Linked DNA regions of Sus scrofa: region 2 is linked to region 1. Evidence: chromatin contacts called from public HiChIP or PLAC-seq data. All regions are on one chromosome and are shown on one strand. Each heading gives the region's core, a stretch centred on a gene start, on an enhancer-like site or on the middle of the called end of the contact. The rest is flanking DNA. Distances are from core to core; before and after follow the strand shown.

What was found. HiChIP or PLAC-seq counts read pairs in DNA pulled down with a chosen protein or histone mark.
Region 2: a contact with region 1 is called in an H3K27ac HiChIP or PLAC-seq map of alveolar macrophages. The contact joins two enhancer-like sites. A contact is called at or near these places in 6 of 47 Hi-C or Micro-C datasets (alveolar macrophages, embryonic fibroblasts, epiblast stem cells and 2 more) and 1 of 2 datasets of contacts at active chromatin or transcription factors (alveolar macrophages).

The regions. Positions count from the first base shown.
Region 1 is chr5:16,393,338-16,396,235 of Sscrofa11.1, forward strand. All of the region lies in intron 1 of DIP2B (disco-interacting protein 2 homolog B), which reads left to right. Among named protein-coding and RNA genes, the nearest start is that of DIP2B, 22 kb to the left of the region's middle. Within about 2 kb of position 1,549, at least 20 of the 83 cell types and tissues checked have an H3K27ac peak or open chromatin away from gene starts, as enhancers often do. A contact at or near this core is called in alveolar macrophages, where this site is marked.
Region 2 is chr5:16,430,967-16,433,828 of Sscrofa11.1, forward strand. All of the region lies in intron 1 of DIP2B (disco-interacting protein 2 homolog B), which reads left to right. Among named protein-coding and RNA genes, the nearest start is that of DIP2B, 59 kb to the left of the region's middle. Within about 2 kb of position 1,360, at least 5 of the 83 cell types and tissues checked have an H3K27ac peak or open chromatin away from gene starts, as enhancers often do. A contact at or near this core is called in alveolar macrophages, where this site is marked.

The sequences.
Region 1 (2,898 bases), core at 299-2,798:
CGGATCCAGCGTTGCTGTGGCTCGGCGTGGGCGGTGGCTATAGCTCGATGGACCCTAGCTGGAACTCATATGCGGGAGCGCCAAGAAATAGCAACAACAAAACAACAAAGACAAAAAAAAAAAAAAAAAAAAAAAAAAAAGTGGTATTTGAGGAGATAGAATCAGTGAGGCTAGTGTGGAGAAGAGGTGGGCGGGTGATGCGATGGAAGCACCTAAGTCTACGCTCAGGTTTCTGGCTTCGCATCAGGGCACCCTTCCTAGTACTGGGAATAGAGGAAGAACAGTCTGGAGTATGGGAGGGGATAAACTTGGTGGTCCTAAATTGGAGAGGTCTTTGTGCCATGCGGCTGGAGCCCCGTAGCGGGCAGGTGGCCGTGTGTGTGCCACCTTCCGGAAGGCCTGTCCTGATGATACACCTTCGGTATTCCTGAGTGGCCGTCACTGGCAGTGGGAGCCGCGAGCATGACTGAGGTGGTCTGAGGGGAGCACAGGGACTGAGAAGGAGCTAAACAGAGAGCCGGGAGGGAGCACTGCCATCTGGGGGTGAGGCTGAAGGAAAGGAACTTGAGGAGAAGGGGTCAGAGGTATGTGCGGAGGAACACAGACGGGAAGAAGAGCGACGTGATGGGGAATTTCAAGAAGCGCCGATTGCTACAGAGAGTTTTAAGAGTGGACTGGGAAATGCCATCACGATTTACGAGTGGAGGAGGTCCCTGCGGGTGACCTTGGCCAGAGCTGTTTCAGTGGTGGGGGCGGGGACTGCAAACCTGGCCCGAGAGGTTTGGGCATCCAAGGAGGAGGGGAAGCCGAAGTAGAGGCGGGCAGCGGGCACCGCCCTTGTGAGCCTGGCTGGGTGAGGCGGGGGAGAGAACAGTGGGAATCCCAGGGTGCTTAGAGCTTTACTGCCTCTTTCTCCCTCTTCCGCTGGAAAGAAAGTTGCACAAGGCAACTTTCTTTGTTTTATTCCCTGCTTTATCTCCAGGGTAGAAGAGAACTCCTGGCACCCAGTAGGTGCTCCATCCATATTTAATGGCTGAATGATGAGTTATGTGAAGAGACTTGAGCAAGTTCATTTGCGGGGTGGAAGGGTGAGAGGTCTTGGAGAGGAGGGCTGGAAGGTCTAGAGGAGAAAGGATGTCATGGAACAGTCTCCATGAGTCAGGAGACTGCGATTCCAAGCCCCTCTGGGAGTGATTATCGAGGATACTCCTTTTCTGCCGAAACTGAAGCAAAGGAAGACAGGATGGGAGCAGAGGCATGTATTTACCGGTGGTGGAGGAGGAAGTTGAGGGAGTTCTCCCCTCATGGCTTGATGTGTATTCCCTGAGCTAAAAATAAACTAAGAATGAGTATTGTGTGTATCCTTGGAAACCAGTTTTGAAGACATACAAAAAAGCCACCCCTATTTAAGCAGCTCTGCCTACAGAGAGTCATAGACAGGTAATTGTGGGCACACAAGGTTGTGGTCAATGGCATGAGAGGTAGATGAGGTAAGGATGCACCGTGGGGATGAGTAAGTAGGTGAGACAGGAGGTCTCTAGTCTCAAACGGGAATGCAGGGTGTGGCCAGGAGGAGGGATCCGTCCACGCACCCTGTGTGCGCCCGTTGCCTTCTGTCCTGGGAACCCTCTGCCGGCAGGAGACTGTCCTTGGATCCTGGGGAAGTGAGGGGAGAGCCAGTGCAGGAGGCTCACGTTCCTCTTTGAGATAAAAATGAACAGAAGCCTGAGCCTTGAGTGCAGTAGAGTCACTCATTGTTAGGCAGCTCCTCTGGTTCTAACCAGGCTGGTTTTCCAGTGATTTATTTCTGATTCATTTGACAGGAAACTGCTTTCCCAGCTTTTGACAAACCTGTTATCTGAAATGATTTGTCTGTTTAAAAGCAGAGGTGGTAGCGAGAAAGGATGTGACAGTGTCGCAGTGAGTCATAAAAAACGAGACATGACCGTGTTTGTTCAGCTCATCGGGCTTTATCTAAAGTTAATTTAAAGAATATCAAAATGTCCACTTTGTTTTAATTAGGAATTGTTTAGTAATAAGGTCTCACTTGTTCAGAATTCTCTGTTTTCAGTCTAATTGAGTTCAAGGCTACTCACTTCTCAGGAGCTTTCTGAAAGGGACAGTAGAGGAGTAAGGATGGGTCTTTTAGTCTTCTAGACTTCCGTTGAAATTAAATAACACAGCAAAGCTGATTTTTTTTCTTTTGCTGTTAACCTTACTGCCTTTATTGCAAATCAGTCTCTGACAGTAAAGCGGTACGAGGCAAGGCAGGATTGGACTTGAGTCCTGGTAACTTCTGTTTTTTGCATTTCTCATGTGTTAAAAGCATGTTCCCTATAAAATGAGGAGAGGCTCTTTTAGAAAGGGATCACATTCTAAGAGTAAAAGACAGGTGTCTTGTGTAAAAATCACCTTTCAATTTTTGGAGGTGGAGAGAAGTAACTTTTTTTCTTTTGACAAAAGGTGAAATCAGAGGTTGGCTAAGATAGGCTGATTAGAACTTGGTTATCATCTCAGTTGGCCTAGTACTTAGAATTCATTCTCTCTAAGCCATCCCACTTCTCATGGGGAACCTCTGTGCCTCCCCCTCACTCCCTCCAAGTCTAAGTTTTTTCGCCATTAGTTGAATAGTTAGAACTCCAGTTAGGACTTTATTTGTGTGGGGGGAGGGGAGATGACTTTATCAGCATTTGGGGAGAACCTAGGGCATAAGAGAGTCTTCAGGTCAATCTGGCATCAACAAACTGGGGACCTGTTTCCCATTTTTACAGAGAATTAAGTTAGAGCCAGATCCCTGTTTTCTTGGAATTTATGTTGTGTGCGTCTGTGTGTGTGTGTGTGTGTGTGTCTAAGAGACCATGGTCAAGACTTTTGAAAGAGACCTGACTTTTGGACCCT
Region 2 (2,862 bases), core at 110-2,609, 37 kb after region 1:
TAATTTTTCAAGTTATTGCTTCCCTCAGCCTAATTGTCTACTCTTTATTTCCTTTTTGCTATCCTCAGGTAGTTTTCTTTTCGTATTCAGTTTAGAGTTTTTAGCAGTTATCAGTGGGAAAGAGAGGATTATTCCACCTTGGCATCTTTGGTAGAGTGTAATTTGTTAATTTCAGGGCAAAAAAGTATCAAATTATAGAGAAACTAGTTGATGGCACGGATTTGTGGAAGCACAGAGCTAGCACTGAATATGTTCCCGGTGGAACTGCATCCTGTCAGGGAGGAAGGTTGAGCTGTTGGAATCCATCAGTGTGTTAGACTTCACTGGAGAGTTTGAGTAGTGAGCTGGGGTGCAGTAGTGCCAGGCCTACTTTTTTGTAGACCAAGCATATTAGGTTGAAGCACATGAAATTGACAATATTTGACTGTCTTTGACTTATGAAAACAGAAGTGTCACATGATTCAACCTACATTTAACTCTTAGTTCTGAAATTTGAAGAAAGAAAATGAAACCTTCAGTTAAAATATCATCTATTTTAAGTTAAGGTGGTGCTTCATGCTTAACAGATAAATCCAAAATCTCAGATGCATAACAGAGTCCAAAATGGACATGTTCCTGTGTTGGGCAACGAACGGGGGAATCTGCTCAGTGAGGTCACGCAGAGACCCAGGACAATGAAGACTCCTCTCTTGTTCATACATGGCTCCCATATGTCCTGGGGGTTGACACCCAGCCAGGAGACTGGGAGAGGGAAAGGATGACAAAAAGAGAGGGTGAGGACAGCATGCCTACTTCTTCTTTTTGGGGAATGGGAGGAGCTATGCCTGTGGCGTGTAGAAGTTCCTAGGCCAGGGATCGAGCCTGAGCCACAGCAGTACTGGAGCCACAGCAGTGATGATGCTGAGGCCTTAACAGCTAGGCCACCGGGGAACTCCTGCATACCCACTTCTTTATCTCAGCCCAAAGTGGGCATGTTGGATTGGTGGGAACCAATTTAGATGTGGTGGGTAGGATGGGGTGGGAGGGAAATGTAGTCTGTATTTGTTAGCTGCTTTCCAGCACCAGTTGTGAAGGGAAAGACGAATCCCTGGTGGGCAGCTCACTGTCACTGTCACACTGCTTCTTGCTCATTTGGAAAACATCCTTTTGCTGTGCATATTAGTTTGCTAGGGCTGCTATAATAATGACTAACAAAGACCATAGACTGGGTGACTTAAACAATAGAAATTTATTTTCTCACAGTTCTAGAGGCCAGAAGTCCAGGGTCAAGGTGGCAGGAGATTTGTGTTTTCTGAGCTCTCCCCTTGGCTTGCACACGATACCTTCTCACCATGTCCTCACATGGTCTTTGCTTGTGTCCTCATCCCTGGTGTCTCTCTGTGTCTACACTTCCTCTTTCGACAAGAACACTAGTCTGACTGGCCTCATTCCAACTTACTCTTTAAAAAGCTCTGTCTCCAAATAGTCCCATTCTGAGGTACTGGGGGTTAGGGCTTCAATATATGAATTTTAGGGGGAACACAATCCAGCCTATAACACACACAGTACATTTATAACAAATGAATGTGTTTTCACTAAAAGTAGTCATACTCCATTAAATATTAGCTCTGTGTTACAATTATACATTAAATGGATCTGTAATAAATTTTGAATTTTATCTATTAATGATGTTTGCTAGTGTCTGCAGACATTTTTCATTATGTATTTATTAGTCAAGGAAAAAAATTTAGTGTTAAAGATAGTTTAGATTTTAGCAAACATGATTATTGTTTTTCTTTCTCCCAGAGTTTGTGTTTGGTTCTTTCTGTAGCTTATCCAAAGGGTGTGTTAATTACTGAGATAGTAAAGAGAGTTACAAATCATGTCACCTTAAGGAAATCACCACGCTCTACAACGTAAAAGTTAATCTCTAGTGTATATTGGGCTTTTTAGGAGAATTTTGTTTTATGAAATAACATTTTGTTACTAAAAGCCAAGGTCATGTTATGTGGTTGATAATATCCTTTTTAACCTACCAGACACTTGACGGGGAAGAAAACGTGCCTGTGAGTTCCACCATCTGAACTGTTGGACCCCTTCTCGGGGCTGTTTCATCACCACTGTTTCCAGTGGGTTGGAGGTGAAGCTCTAAGAGAGGACGAAGTCCTTAACCCTCTGTATAAATGGTGATTAAAGATTGCACTGGAGGGAGTTCCCGTGGTGGCACAGCAGAAATGAACCTGACTAGTATCCATGAGGACACGGGTTCCATCCCTGGCCTCAACCAATGGGTTGGGGATCCTGTGTTGCTGTGGCTGTGGTGTAGGCTGGCAGCTGCAGCTTGGATTGGACCCTAGCCTGGGAACTTGCATATGCCACGGCCGCAGCCCTAAAAAAAAAAAAAAAAAAAAAAAAAGTGCTCGGAGTTTCCTTGTGGTGCTTCGGGTTAAGGATCCAGCATTGTTACTACAGCAGGGTCACTGCTGTGGCTGGGGTTTGATTCCTAGTCTTGGAACTGCTGCAGGTGCAGTGCGGCCAAAAAAAAGAGAGAGAGAACAGTTCTATAATTTTCCTTTATATGTTATTTAACATCTTCATATCTTGAAAGATCTAGGGAATTCGTTTTTCATATTTTGTAGTATTTTATATATATATATATATATATATATATATATATATTTCCCCCTTCCCCTCTCCTCCTTTTTATCGCTCTGGGTGTATATATGTATTTAAACACCCAGACTGTTCTACAGGTATTAATTGAGTCAGTGAATATTTGAGTACTTACCAAGTTCAAGCGTCATTTCATGACACAGTTGCTGATTGTCAAAAGGTGTAAAGATAAAGACATACAGTATGTGGATGTATGATGCATAAACGGTT